Regions from separate parts of the Sus scrofa genome. Here regions 2 and 3 are each linked to region 1. The links are chromatin contacts, called in public Hi-C and HiChIP or PLAC-seq maps. All regions are on one chromosome and are shown on one strand. The core of a region is the stretch at or near the end of the contact, and the rest is flanking DNA. Distances in the headings are between cores, read along the strand shown. Region 1 has its middle 43 kb from the start of HLX. Region 2 overlaps LOC110255633 (a long non-coding RNA gene). Region 3 overlaps LOC110255632 (a long non-coding RNA gene).

What was found. Hi-C and Micro-C count contacts between places; a contact is called where the count stands out from the background. HiChIP or PLAC-seq counts read pairs in DNA pulled down with a chosen protein or histone mark.
Region 2: an H3K27ac HiChIP or PLAC-seq map of skeletal muscle shows a contact between it and region 1, with 5 times the contacts expected there. The contact joins two enhancer-like sites. A contact is called at or near these places in 1 of 47 Hi-C or Micro-C datasets (fetal skeletal muscle) and 1 of 2 datasets of contacts at active chromatin or transcription factors (skeletal muscle).
Region 3: a Hi-C map of skeletal muscle shows a contact between it and region 1, with 6 times the contacts expected there. The contact joins two enhancer-like sites. A contact is called at or near these places in 1 of 47 Hi-C or Micro-C datasets (skeletal muscle) and 1 of 2 datasets of contacts at active chromatin or transcription factors (skeletal muscle).

Annotation. Positions count from the first base shown.
Region 1 is chr10:10,304,523-10,308,130 of Sscrofa11.1, forward strand. No RefSeq gene overlaps it. Among named protein-coding and RNA genes, the nearest start is that of HLX, 43 kb to the left of the region's middle. Within about 2 kb of position 1,894, at least 1 of the 83 cell types and tissues checked has an H3K27ac peak or open chromatin away from gene starts, as enhancers often do. A contact at or near this core is called in skeletal muscle, where this site is marked.
Region 2 is chr10:10,714,315-10,717,922 of Sscrofa11.1, forward strand. The region is part of intron 1 of LOC110255633 (a long non-coding RNA gene); the gene reads left to right. Among named protein-coding and RNA genes, the nearest start is that of DUSP10, 190 kb to the right of the region's middle. Within about 2 kb of position 1,792, at least 24 of the 83 cell types and tissues checked have an H3K27ac peak or open chromatin away from gene starts, as enhancers often do. A contact at or near this core is called in skeletal muscle, where this site is marked.
Region 3 is chr10:10,598,940-10,602,547 of Sscrofa11.1, forward strand. It overlaps LOC110255632 (a long non-coding RNA gene), which reads right to left. Exons shown (of 2, transcript XR_002336202.1): 2 at 197-968. Among named protein-coding and RNA genes, the nearest start is that of DUSP10, 310 kb to the right of the region's middle. Within about 2 kb of position 1,607, at least 2 of the 83 cell types and tissues checked have an H3K27ac peak or open chromatin away from gene starts, as enhancers often do. A contact at or near this core is called in skeletal muscle, where this site is marked.

The DNA of each region.
Region 1 (3,608 bases), core at 644-3,143:
GTTTTTGGTTTTTTAGGGCTCCACCCGAGGCATATGGAAATTTCCAGGCTAGGGGTCGAATTGGAGCTGCACTGCCAGCCTCCACCACAGCCATAGCAATGCCAGATCCGAGCCTACACCACAGATCTGCCACCTATACCACAGCTCAGGGCAACGCCAGATCCTTAGCCCATTGGGCAAGGCCAGTGATAGAACCCGCATCCTCATGGATTCTAGTTGGGTTTGTCACCGCTGAGCCACAAAGGGAACTCCAGAGCTGCTTACATTTTAAAGTCAAAGAGAAAAAAACATACTTTAGTCCAAGAAGAATGAAATGAATCCCTTACTAGCAGGAATCATGGAAGATGTGGGGGAAGCCAGAGGAGAGGGACCCTGAGACCACCGACCTTCCTTTAGGCCTTCTGGACCACAGCCCCTCTCCTCACAGGTGCATGGAAAGTTCTGACTCTTTGCACATGAGAACCTAAGCTAAGGTCGTAAGGGGATGCTGAGAGCCATGTCTTTTTTTTTTTTTTTGGTCTTTTTGCCTGTTCTAGGGCCTCAGTCACGGCAAATGGAGGTTCCCAGGCTAGGGGTCAATTGCAGCTGTAGCTGCCAGCCGACGCCAGAGCCACAGCAATGTGGGATCCAAGCCGCATCTGCAACCTACACCACAGCTCACAGCAATGCCAGATCCTTAACCCACTGAGCAAGGCTAGGGATTGAACCCGCAGCCTCATGGTTCCTAGTTGGATTCATTAACCACTGTGCCACGGCGGGAACTCCATGAGAGCCATGTCTTCATGTGCTGGCCTGGGTGAGGTGAGGGAGGTGGAAAGTAACTCCGAATATCCTGACTTGTGCTGCCCACATCTTTTGCCCTCTGTGAATACCTTGCTTTGTGGTTTTATTCCAGTGGGGCCGAACTGAGCCCTACTTCCCATTATACCCGAATGTTCTGACAAAACGGGCATGTCCATGTAATGCTACCTAACACAGCGCCATTCAAAAACAAGTGACTTCTGAGATATTTTCTTTTAAAATATAATTTATTTGTATTTGGGTATAGCTGATTTACAGGGTTGAGTCAATTTCTGCTGTACAGCACGGTGACCCAGTCATACACATATATACCTTCTTGTTCTTATGTTAGCTTCCATCATGGTCTATCCCAAGAGATTGGAGAGAGCTCCCTGTGCAGTACAGCAGGACCTCATTGCTTATCCAGTCTAAATGTCATAGTTGGAGTACCTGCTGTGGCTCCGAGGTAATGCATCTGACTAGTACCCATGAGGATGCAGGTTCGATCCCCGGCCTCTGGGGATTCTGGACACTACTCTTTTTCTTTAAGAGGACACAGCTCCATAGACAGGGGCCCTTGGGGGCGGGGTGGGGTGGGGGGAGCTTTCTCTCTCCATCTGTTTCCCCTCCCTCCCTCCCTCCTCCACGTCTCCACTCCATTCGGCTACATTCAACCACTACAGGTCCAGCAGCTAGGAGAGGATGTGCCAGGGACATGGTGAGGCTTTGATGTATGGGTTCCACGCCATGCTTCTAGAATGGCAAAGGAAAAAATATGTGCTCAGGCTCTTCCCCAACACATGCTAAGTTACCCATACTTCCTAGCAGGAAGCCCAGGCCGATGCCGTGGTTTAAAACTCAGGAAGGACATCTGTGATGAGAGAGCTCACAAGAGCAGATGTGTTTTTTTGTTTTGTTTTGTTTTTTTCTTTTTCTTTTTTGAGTTGCTGGGAGACTCAGTTGATTATGTGGGAAAAAACCTCAGCACACATTTGTCTATGCAGAAATAGTAATACTCATGATTTAATTCATGACAGTGAGTCTATACCGTGCTCTGCCACCCGAATACATAGTGGAGCTTGACGTTTTCTTGAGATTCCTTGCCTCTTCTCAGGCCCTCCGTTCACCTCACGCGTAGTCCGGGAACAGTCAGGGTGACAGCTGAGAAGCTGAATCATGAGACAAGTGTCAAAATCCCCCTCGTTTCATTTTTTTTTTTTCTTGATGGTAAAGAAATCAAAGAGGGCACTAACTGTCTTCTGTTTCCTCCTAAATGTCAGGTCAGGGTCCAAGTGACTTATTTTTAAACAGTGCGCACTGCTGAGCTGTCTCCAGAGAATGAGAGTTTTCACTGGAATTCTCAGGAGCGGGGCTGCGGGCAGCTGGAGGCACAGAGGAAAACTTGGTGTCCTTGGCAGCTGAGCCACCTTACCAATTTAGATTTTGGAGCCTGTGGAGCAATTAGCAGATCCCCATGCCATGTGCAGGCATCGATTGACTGGCTTGGCCACCTGCTGCTAGGGGTTGGCTTTATTTAACAAGTGGCCGATGAAAGGAGAAGGTCAGGTAGCAGGGAAGTCCATTACTTACGGAGTGTCTCCAGCACGCCAGCCCTGCAGCTTAACTTTGGGTGAGCTCTGCACCAAGGCTTAGTGTAATTACAGCATTTAGAGCAACACGGGCGCTCTGAACTTGCTCATTGTCATCGGAGAAACACAGGCTCAAGAAATACCCTGTCCAAGGCTATATGGCTAAGAAGTAAGAACGTTAGGCTGAGTGCCCTAGTCTGCATTTTTTCTACTCTGCCAAATTGCCACTGTAACTAAGATGAATAGTATGTCCTTTGTGGGGTTCCAAATTCATGGAAGTTCTTTTCTTATTCTTCAAACTTGGCAGACCTGATGGAGACAGGACACACTTGTATCAGAACATTTATAGACACGAGACAAAGTTGCCAAGAAGCAGAGTATAAGCACACAAGTACTGGCAAAAGAGACATGGAGAAGCGCATTAATAAAAACTCCTGGAAACCTAGGATGATACACTCTTGGGGTCTTGGGGACTAAAGGTGATGGGGTCACACACACTAGGTGTAAATTCCATGAGGGCAGGGACTTAGCTTTACTCACTGTGGTAAATGCTTCCAGATACATAGCAGATGTTCAAAAGCTAATTATGAAATGAATGAAGGGATGAGTGTCATATGGATATATGGAGACCTCCTGGCTTATTCTCCAGTCGCCTCCATAGCGTTTCATTTGCATGAGTACCACTTACTACCGTGTCCTAAACTAGTGCTCAGCCTTTCCGTGGTTGTGGTCCATCCATTTTGAAAGACTAGACTATTTGGCTGCACAATTGCGGGGATTAAATGTTTTAATGCCACATCTAATAAGCTAATAATAATTAATACACAACTATTATTATAGGATAATAAAAACTCACAGTGTTTGAATAAACATCCACAGTTTCTGCACAAGTCACTTATTTGCTAGGCAGACATTCTTGGTTATACACTTTTCTTTTTCTTTCTTTTTTTTTTTTGAGTTTTTAGTAGACATTATATTTTGCGGGTTTTTTTTTTTTGAAATAATAGGTTTTCCAGAATTTCTTACTTTTTTCGAGGTATTGTTGACTTGCGATATTACATCAGTTTCAGGTATGCAACATACTGAGTCAAAATTTTATAGATTATGCTCCAGTTATAATTATTATAAAATACTGGTTTTAGTCCCTGTGCTGTACAACATATCTTTGTAACTTGTTTATTTTTTATTAGTAGTTTGTACCTCTTTTTTAAGTTTTTAAAAAATTTTTTAGTTTGGTTA
Region 2 (3,608 bases), core at 542-3,041, 410 kb after region 1:
TTCACATATTTGAATAACAATGCTCTCTAAACATAGCAACTGAATAATAAAAGAGTATTATGTGACCCAAACACAGAAATCTGTTTTATATACCACAAATATCGGCAGCATTAAAGATTTCCACTTTATTCTATAGGTCTGGAAGTGTATTTCAGAAGTAAATTGCACAGTTCCATTCACTGTATTCACTGGTATAGTCATTATTTGAGTGAATTGTTTCTTTTTTTTTCTTTTTCTTAGGGCCGCACTCAAGGCATTTGGAAGTTTCTGGCTAGAGATTAAATCAGAGATGCAGTTGCCAGCCTACACCACAGCCACAGCAACACTGGAGCAGAGCCACACCTATGACCCACGCTTCAATGTGCAGCAACACCAGATCTTTAACCCAGGGAGCAAGGCCAGGGATCGAACCTGCATCCTCATGGATACTAGTCAGGTTCTTAACCCACTGAGCCACAACAGGAACTCCAGAGTGGACTGTTATTTTATCCTCAGCATGAAGTTCACAGTAGGCAGTAAATAAACATTGGTCATATTAGTAACAAATGGCATAGGTAATTGTGTTATTAAACACAAAAGTTGGAAGGAAACAGAGCTGTAATCAATATATCTAAAAATATTTGAGGGTCTAGAAATGACAGACCACCAGCATTGGTGAGGGCTGAGGGCTTGTTTTGCTCCTGTTCCAAATACCTTTATGTGTCTAGTCACTTGAGAAACTAATTTGAATGTCCCAAAGATATCAAAAATAATAAAACCAAGCAAAAATGAACAGCAATGACAGAAAAGGAAGTTTTGGATTCAGCACTGTGCTTTGATATACAGTATGTTTATCTCCGTTCCCTCCCAACACCCCACTGAAGCGGCTATATTAAGATAGCACAGTTCTTTCCCATAAAGTACCTCTCCTGGACTAGCTGACTGTTTTACTCTCATGGATGTGTAATTTCACTAAAGCAGAGACAAGGACATCTAGGGCTCTCAGAAACATCCGTGTTTTGTCCAGCAAGAGTGAAGAGGGAGGATTTCTGATGGTAATTATCTTCTGTGTAACAGACTAACTAAGTACCTAAAGAGATAGCCATGAACCTGCTCAATCAGGGGACAGCAAGAGCAGTACTTCCTCCCGAGCATGGACTCGTGGGCATCATGTATGCCTTCCCAACCCCACTAGAGTTACCAGATCAGGTAACTAGGTAGTTATCGCTCTCAATTCTGGGCAGAAAGAAATAAAATCTCATTTTTACACTTCAAAAGAGAGATATTTTTCAACCATCTCAGAGCCAAGGGTTGAAATTGAAATGCTGCTAAGGCAGAAACTGAACCATCACGCCCCACTCCAGAATAGGAAGCCAGCTGAGAAGAGAATTTGTCTATTTTTACAAAAGAAAGATTTCTGGGAGCATAAACCTGTTTGCACACTAAGAACATTGAATTTTACAAACACCAGACGAGGTTTTGGAAGAGGACAAGTCTTTTTTTTTTTTTTTTTTTTTTTTTCACCATTTTCCAAATCATTGGCCACTGAACTGCCTTAATTTGTTCTCCCAGACATCAGAAGATAAACACAAGGAGAGAATGATTACTCCTACTTAGATGAGGGACTGAAAATTATTCCTTTGGCTCTGAGACTTCATTTTATATGTGCACATTTATACCCACTTGCAGCAACATCTAGAAAATTGCTTTAGTTTTAAAAACAATCTGGCAGTCAAGTGGTGCCTCACCCCAGCAAGACTGCTCGTGTGAAGACAGACACCTGGTGGTGAATGTGTAGAACTGCAGGCCAGGACAGAATTCTTTGAGGACGGCTCCCCCTCCACCTCCCACCCCCATTTCCCCTCCTCTTTCTGGGTACAGACTGCTGTTGACCGTGGACATACTGCAGCTGTAGGAAAGTGAGTCTCAAGTTCAAGTCAAGAGATTTCCAGAACAGTTACATCAGCTCCATGAAAGCTCCGGGTCACAAGTTCTCTAAATTATTTAGAAAGCTGAGCAACGGAGCATGCTAACCATTTTTAAAAGCTACTAAAATCGCTCAACCAAGAAGCTGAACAGGAGCCTCAGTGTTTGAGAGTAAAGTTTAATCTCCACCTAAAAAGTTCTGGACTTCCTCTGTCAGGATAATGAGCTTCTGTTTTCTTTGGGGGAATAAAAACGAAGTGTCGATTCCTTTGGCACCACAAAAAAACACACACAAAAAAACAAGCATGTCGAGCTTCTAAATATGGCCCTGCCCCTGAGCTGATCCTGCCTCCATCCAAGTGTTTTTCTCCAAATCGAATCCCCCCAAGAGAAAAACACGTAACTGAAAGACACGGAAAGCCAATCCCTCTTTCTGGTTGCTCCTAGCTCCTAGTTTTGTTCTCTTTAATTTTTAAGTCTGGAGATAAGCTTCTAGAAGCCTACTGAGAGTAGTCCCTGAATTTCCTCGGCATGTACTTGATTTCAGACAGAGGATGGGATCAAATCATGGGCCCTCATTGTCATCTTTGTAGGAGGAAGGGAGGAGGAAAGACGCAGTGCGTCTTCAGGTTGGACCAGGGAGTCTGTTACGTGACACAGGGAAGGGCTGGGGGGGTCTCTGATTTCTCCTGCATCTGCTGATTTCTCAGCTGACTTCCTCAGAGAAAATCCCAGGCACTGCTGCTCCTGAAATGACAAGCTGTGTGGTCAGGATGGCCTTGGTCCAACTTTATCAGGCTTTTGCTGTGTGCCAGGCAGTTTCAAGTCGCATCACACGTGTTTCAGGGGGGCCCTCATGGACACACAGCATCCCGCCCTGGGTCCACCATCCTGTTTCTAAATCACACACACGTACCCGTACACGCCGTAACTCGGAAATAAAGGCCTTCTCTGATAGTCAGAGGCCGACTGCTCCATTTTCCCTTTTTTGGCCGCCCCAGGCCAGGTATCGGAGCTGAGCTGCAGCTGCCACCTCCACCACCACCGCTGCAGCCACACCAGCTCCTAGCCCACTGTGCGGGGCTGGGGATCGAACCTGCATCTCAGTGCTCCTAAGACACCACCGATCCTTTTGCCCCATGGCAGGAGTTCCATTTTTTATTTACTACCACAAAGAAGATGGGAAAAGGTGTCATAAATCCTCCTGTGTTACAAGAGAAGACGCATCACTCCGGGGGAATGAAGCTCTGTGGGCGATGTCCCCACCTCCCACCCTCAGGCACGGTAGCAAGGACTTTCGAAAAGAGTAGGAGAGGCCTGAGGAAGAGGTTTCCTGAAGCCACAACGAGAAACATTGAAATTTCAGATAGCAATCCTCCCTCCTCCCGAAGCCCTTATGCGTAAATGTATTTCAGGATTCATATTTCTTCAGACGCTGGGTAGGTAGCAGAGGCCACACACAGCGTGGTACGTAATAGCCCAGTTCAGGTCACAAGTAACACACCTGTGAGTCTGACACACGAAAACACCTGTTTATCTGACTTTTTAAAAAAACTTCATTGCAGACAACAGACTACAGTCCTGTCTGTGACCAGGGAGCCCTTCCCAGGCGTGCGGTTCTGTGTAAAAGGCTCCGGTGTCTCCCCAGGTTCAAGAGGAACAAACTAACTACAACACAAAGAAGGAAACTGTTGTCAAGGACC
Region 3 (3,608 bases), core at 357-2,856, 290 kb after region 1:
GATCCCTGGCCTTGCTCAGTGGGTTAAGGATCCGGTGTTGCTGTGAGCTGTGCTGTAGGTTGCAGATGCGGCTCGGATCCCGCGTTGCTGTGGGTCTGGTGTAGGCCGGCGGCTATAGCTCCGATGAGACCCCTAGCCTGGGAACCTCCATGTGCTTTGGGAAGCGCCCCCCCCCCCAAAAAAAATGAATTCACTATAGGACCCTTATGGTTTTTTATTTATCTATGTCTGAATATTAAAAGGGAAACGTATGCATGTTTGTTACTTTCTTCCTGTAACATGACCTCTGGGATGGCCACTTTGGGCTCACATGTGAAATATATGAATCAGCAGAGGACCCGCTCATTCAAAGACTTTCCAAAACCCACCCACGACTTCCTTTTTCTGTCGAGAACTGGGTCATCACCCAACGATTCAACCAGCCAGCACACCTTCCCCCTCTTAAAACAGTATTTCTGCAGGTTAGCGTCTCCCGGAGTGAACCAGTTGCCCCACAGCCAAGTTCTATTGCCGATCATCGTCTTACTTTCGCTGGGACTATTTTAGGGGTTGCTTAAACCCACAGTGTGGGTTCTAGAGCCTAGGGCAGAACTGACGTCTCGTCAGGAGTTGGCTGCCGGGTATCACTTTACCCAGCAATAATCCATCTCCCAAGCTGCTGCCTGCCTCTGGGGTGGATCCACTCCAACTCAAATAAAGGGAGTCAGCAGGCTGGCCTGAATCCCTAACGTAGTGTGCTTGCTGGTGACTAAGACATCTCCATGTATCACAGGGGATCCAGAGGTCCTGGGAGGTCAAGTGTTTCACAGGTCTGCCTGCCGTGCAGGCAAGAAAACTTCGGAGCTGATGGTCTCTGCCTCCAAGTCTTCCATGTGGCGTTTGCTGTCTCCAAGTCTTGGGTTCCGTTCATCGAATTTTGAGCAAGCTGTTTAGTGGAACTGCCTTTGCTGTGGCTGGGGACTGGGCAGCTGAGCAGCGAGTGGCCAAAGGGAAAGGCAAGAGGTCAGAATAATGACGGTAAAGAATCACAAAAAGAAACCCCACTCAGTGGGATAATTAGGTCTCTGAATTGTGTCTAAATGAGTTATAAATTATGCTAAAAGGATAAAATTGAAGGAGACACAAATGAGTCCTCATACCCAATTTGCTGTAGTGAATCTATTGCTTATCAAGTAGAAGAAGCCTTTAAGACAGAAGCAGAAGGTGTAAGTCAAGATTCAGTGCAGGAGTTCCCGTCGTGGCGCAGTGGATAACGAATCCGACTAGGAACCATGAGGTTGCGGGTTCCATCCCTGACCTTGCTCAGTGGGTTAAGGATCTGGCGTTGCTGTGAGCTGTGGTGTAGGTCGCAGACTCAGCTCGGATTCTGCATTGCTGTGGCTCTGGCGTAGGCCGGTGCCTACAGCTCTGATGAGACCCCTAGCCTGGGAACCTCCATGTGCCGCAGGAGCAGCCCCAGAAATGGCAAAAAGACCAAAAAAAAAAAAAAAGATTAAGTGCAGCTTCAATCAAACATGCCTCAGATGCTCCGGCTTGCCCGTCTCTACCTCAGTCGTCACCTTCTAAACTGCATCCCAGGTACACTGCAACCCACCCCCCACACCACCAACCGCAACCACAGAGACCTGTCTGGCCTGGGAATTCCACTCAGTTCAGGCCTGACTTCCGTCAATTATCCCAGATGCTAAACTAATTGGCTGGATGCACAGATGAAAGAATCTAAGTCTAGAGAGGCAGGAAAAGTACCCTCCTGTGACCAAAGCCATTAAACCTCAATTAGGACATAGACAGAGAAGGCGAGGATGAGTCGGGGGTAATTACCAGGCCTGGTCTGGCAGCTCAGTTCCTGCAGCCCAGGCCAGAGCAGAGGATTTGGAAATCCGACCCCAGACAGCTGCAGACGGTGTGGGCTGATCAGCTGATGGCATCCTGCCAGCCTCTCCTCCCTGCCACCGGCAGGGCAGCTCCTTCGCTGTGTGCCCCTTACAGCTTCTCATTGCTTACTGAGCTGACTCCACCCATTTCAGAGACAGTCAAGCACACAGAGAGCCACCCAGCAGCAAAGAGCTACAGAGCCCAGCCTGGGAGACCACCACTGACTGGGGCGGGGATGCTGCTCCTTGTTGGCATCAGAAGCATCTCTAGAAAACCCCTTCTTCATGCTTCAGGTGAATGGGAATCTAACCAAAGGCCGCATTGCCCTCAGCCTAGGTCCTTGGAAACATTTGATGACCAGCCGGTCCAGGCTATTGGTTAAAGGCTTTCTTGAGCTTGGAGGGATCCCTGCCTTCCACACTGAAAGCACATGAAAGACCAGAAGGGAAAGACCTTTCATGGTCTTATGAGCTTCCTGCTGTGACCCCCAGATTCACATACTGAGGTCCCAACCCCCAGCGCACGAGAATGTAACTGTATTTGGAGGTAAGATTGGAAGAGGTGAGTTAGAATGAGGCCATTAAGGTGGGGTCCTGATCCAATGTGACAGATGTCCTTATGAGAAGAAGGACTGGGACACAGACTGAGAAGTCCTAGTGATGCCCAAGGACAGAGGGGGGGGGGCACGTGAAAGTCATCCAGAGACAGACCATCTTCCAGCCAAGGAGAGAGGCTCAGGTGAAACCAAACCTGCTAGCACATCGATCTTAAGTTTCCTCTCGTTCCTTCTCGTCTAAACCACCAGCCTCTGTATTTTGTTAGGGCCCCCAGACTAACACACACGGGTTCATGAATTCATTCAACAGCTATCTGCTGAACATTTACTCTGTGGCAGACATTGTGTAGTTGCTGGCAATACAGAGCTGAAAGTGATGAATTGGGTCCCAGCTGTCACAGAGCTTGTGTTTCTATGAGGGGAGTGACTAGAAAGGTAAGTGAATGAACAAGTTAATTTTAAAGAGATGTAAGTGTGACGAAAGAGCCAGAGCAGGAGCACGGAACAGGGTGGGGGGGGGCTTTAAATAGGGCACTCAGGAGTGCCCGTCGTGGCGCAGCAGAAACGAATCTGACTAGGAACCATGAGGTTGTGGGTTCGATCTCTGGCCTCACTCAGTGGGTTGAGGATCCGGTGTTGCTGTGAGCTGTGGTGTAAGTTGCAGACACGGTTCGGATCCCGCGTTGCTGTAGCCCTGGCGTAGGCCCCTAGCCTAGGAACCTCCATATGCCGCAGGAGCAGCCCTAAAAGGACAAAAAAAAAAAAAAAAAAAAAAAAAAAAAAGCGCACTCAGACAGCCTTTCCGAGGGTAACAGTGGAGCCAGGCCCTGAAGACAAGAAGCTATTAGAGAGGGACTGGCATGAATGGGGAGCTTGGGGTTAATAGATACAAACTATTGCCTTTGGAATGGAATAGCAGTGAGATCCTGCTGTGTAGCACTGGGAACTATGTCTTGTCACTTATGATGGAGCATGACAATGGGAGAAAAAAGAATGTGTGCATGTATGTGTAACTGGGTCACCATGCTGTACAGTAGAAAAAGAATTGTATTGGGGAAATAACTATTAAAAAAATAATAATAAAAGAAGCTATTGGAAGACATTCAGAAATCTGGGAGAGAGAGTGTGCACAAGTCCTGGTGCAGAAACAAACTGAGGTCTTTGAGGAACAGAAAGA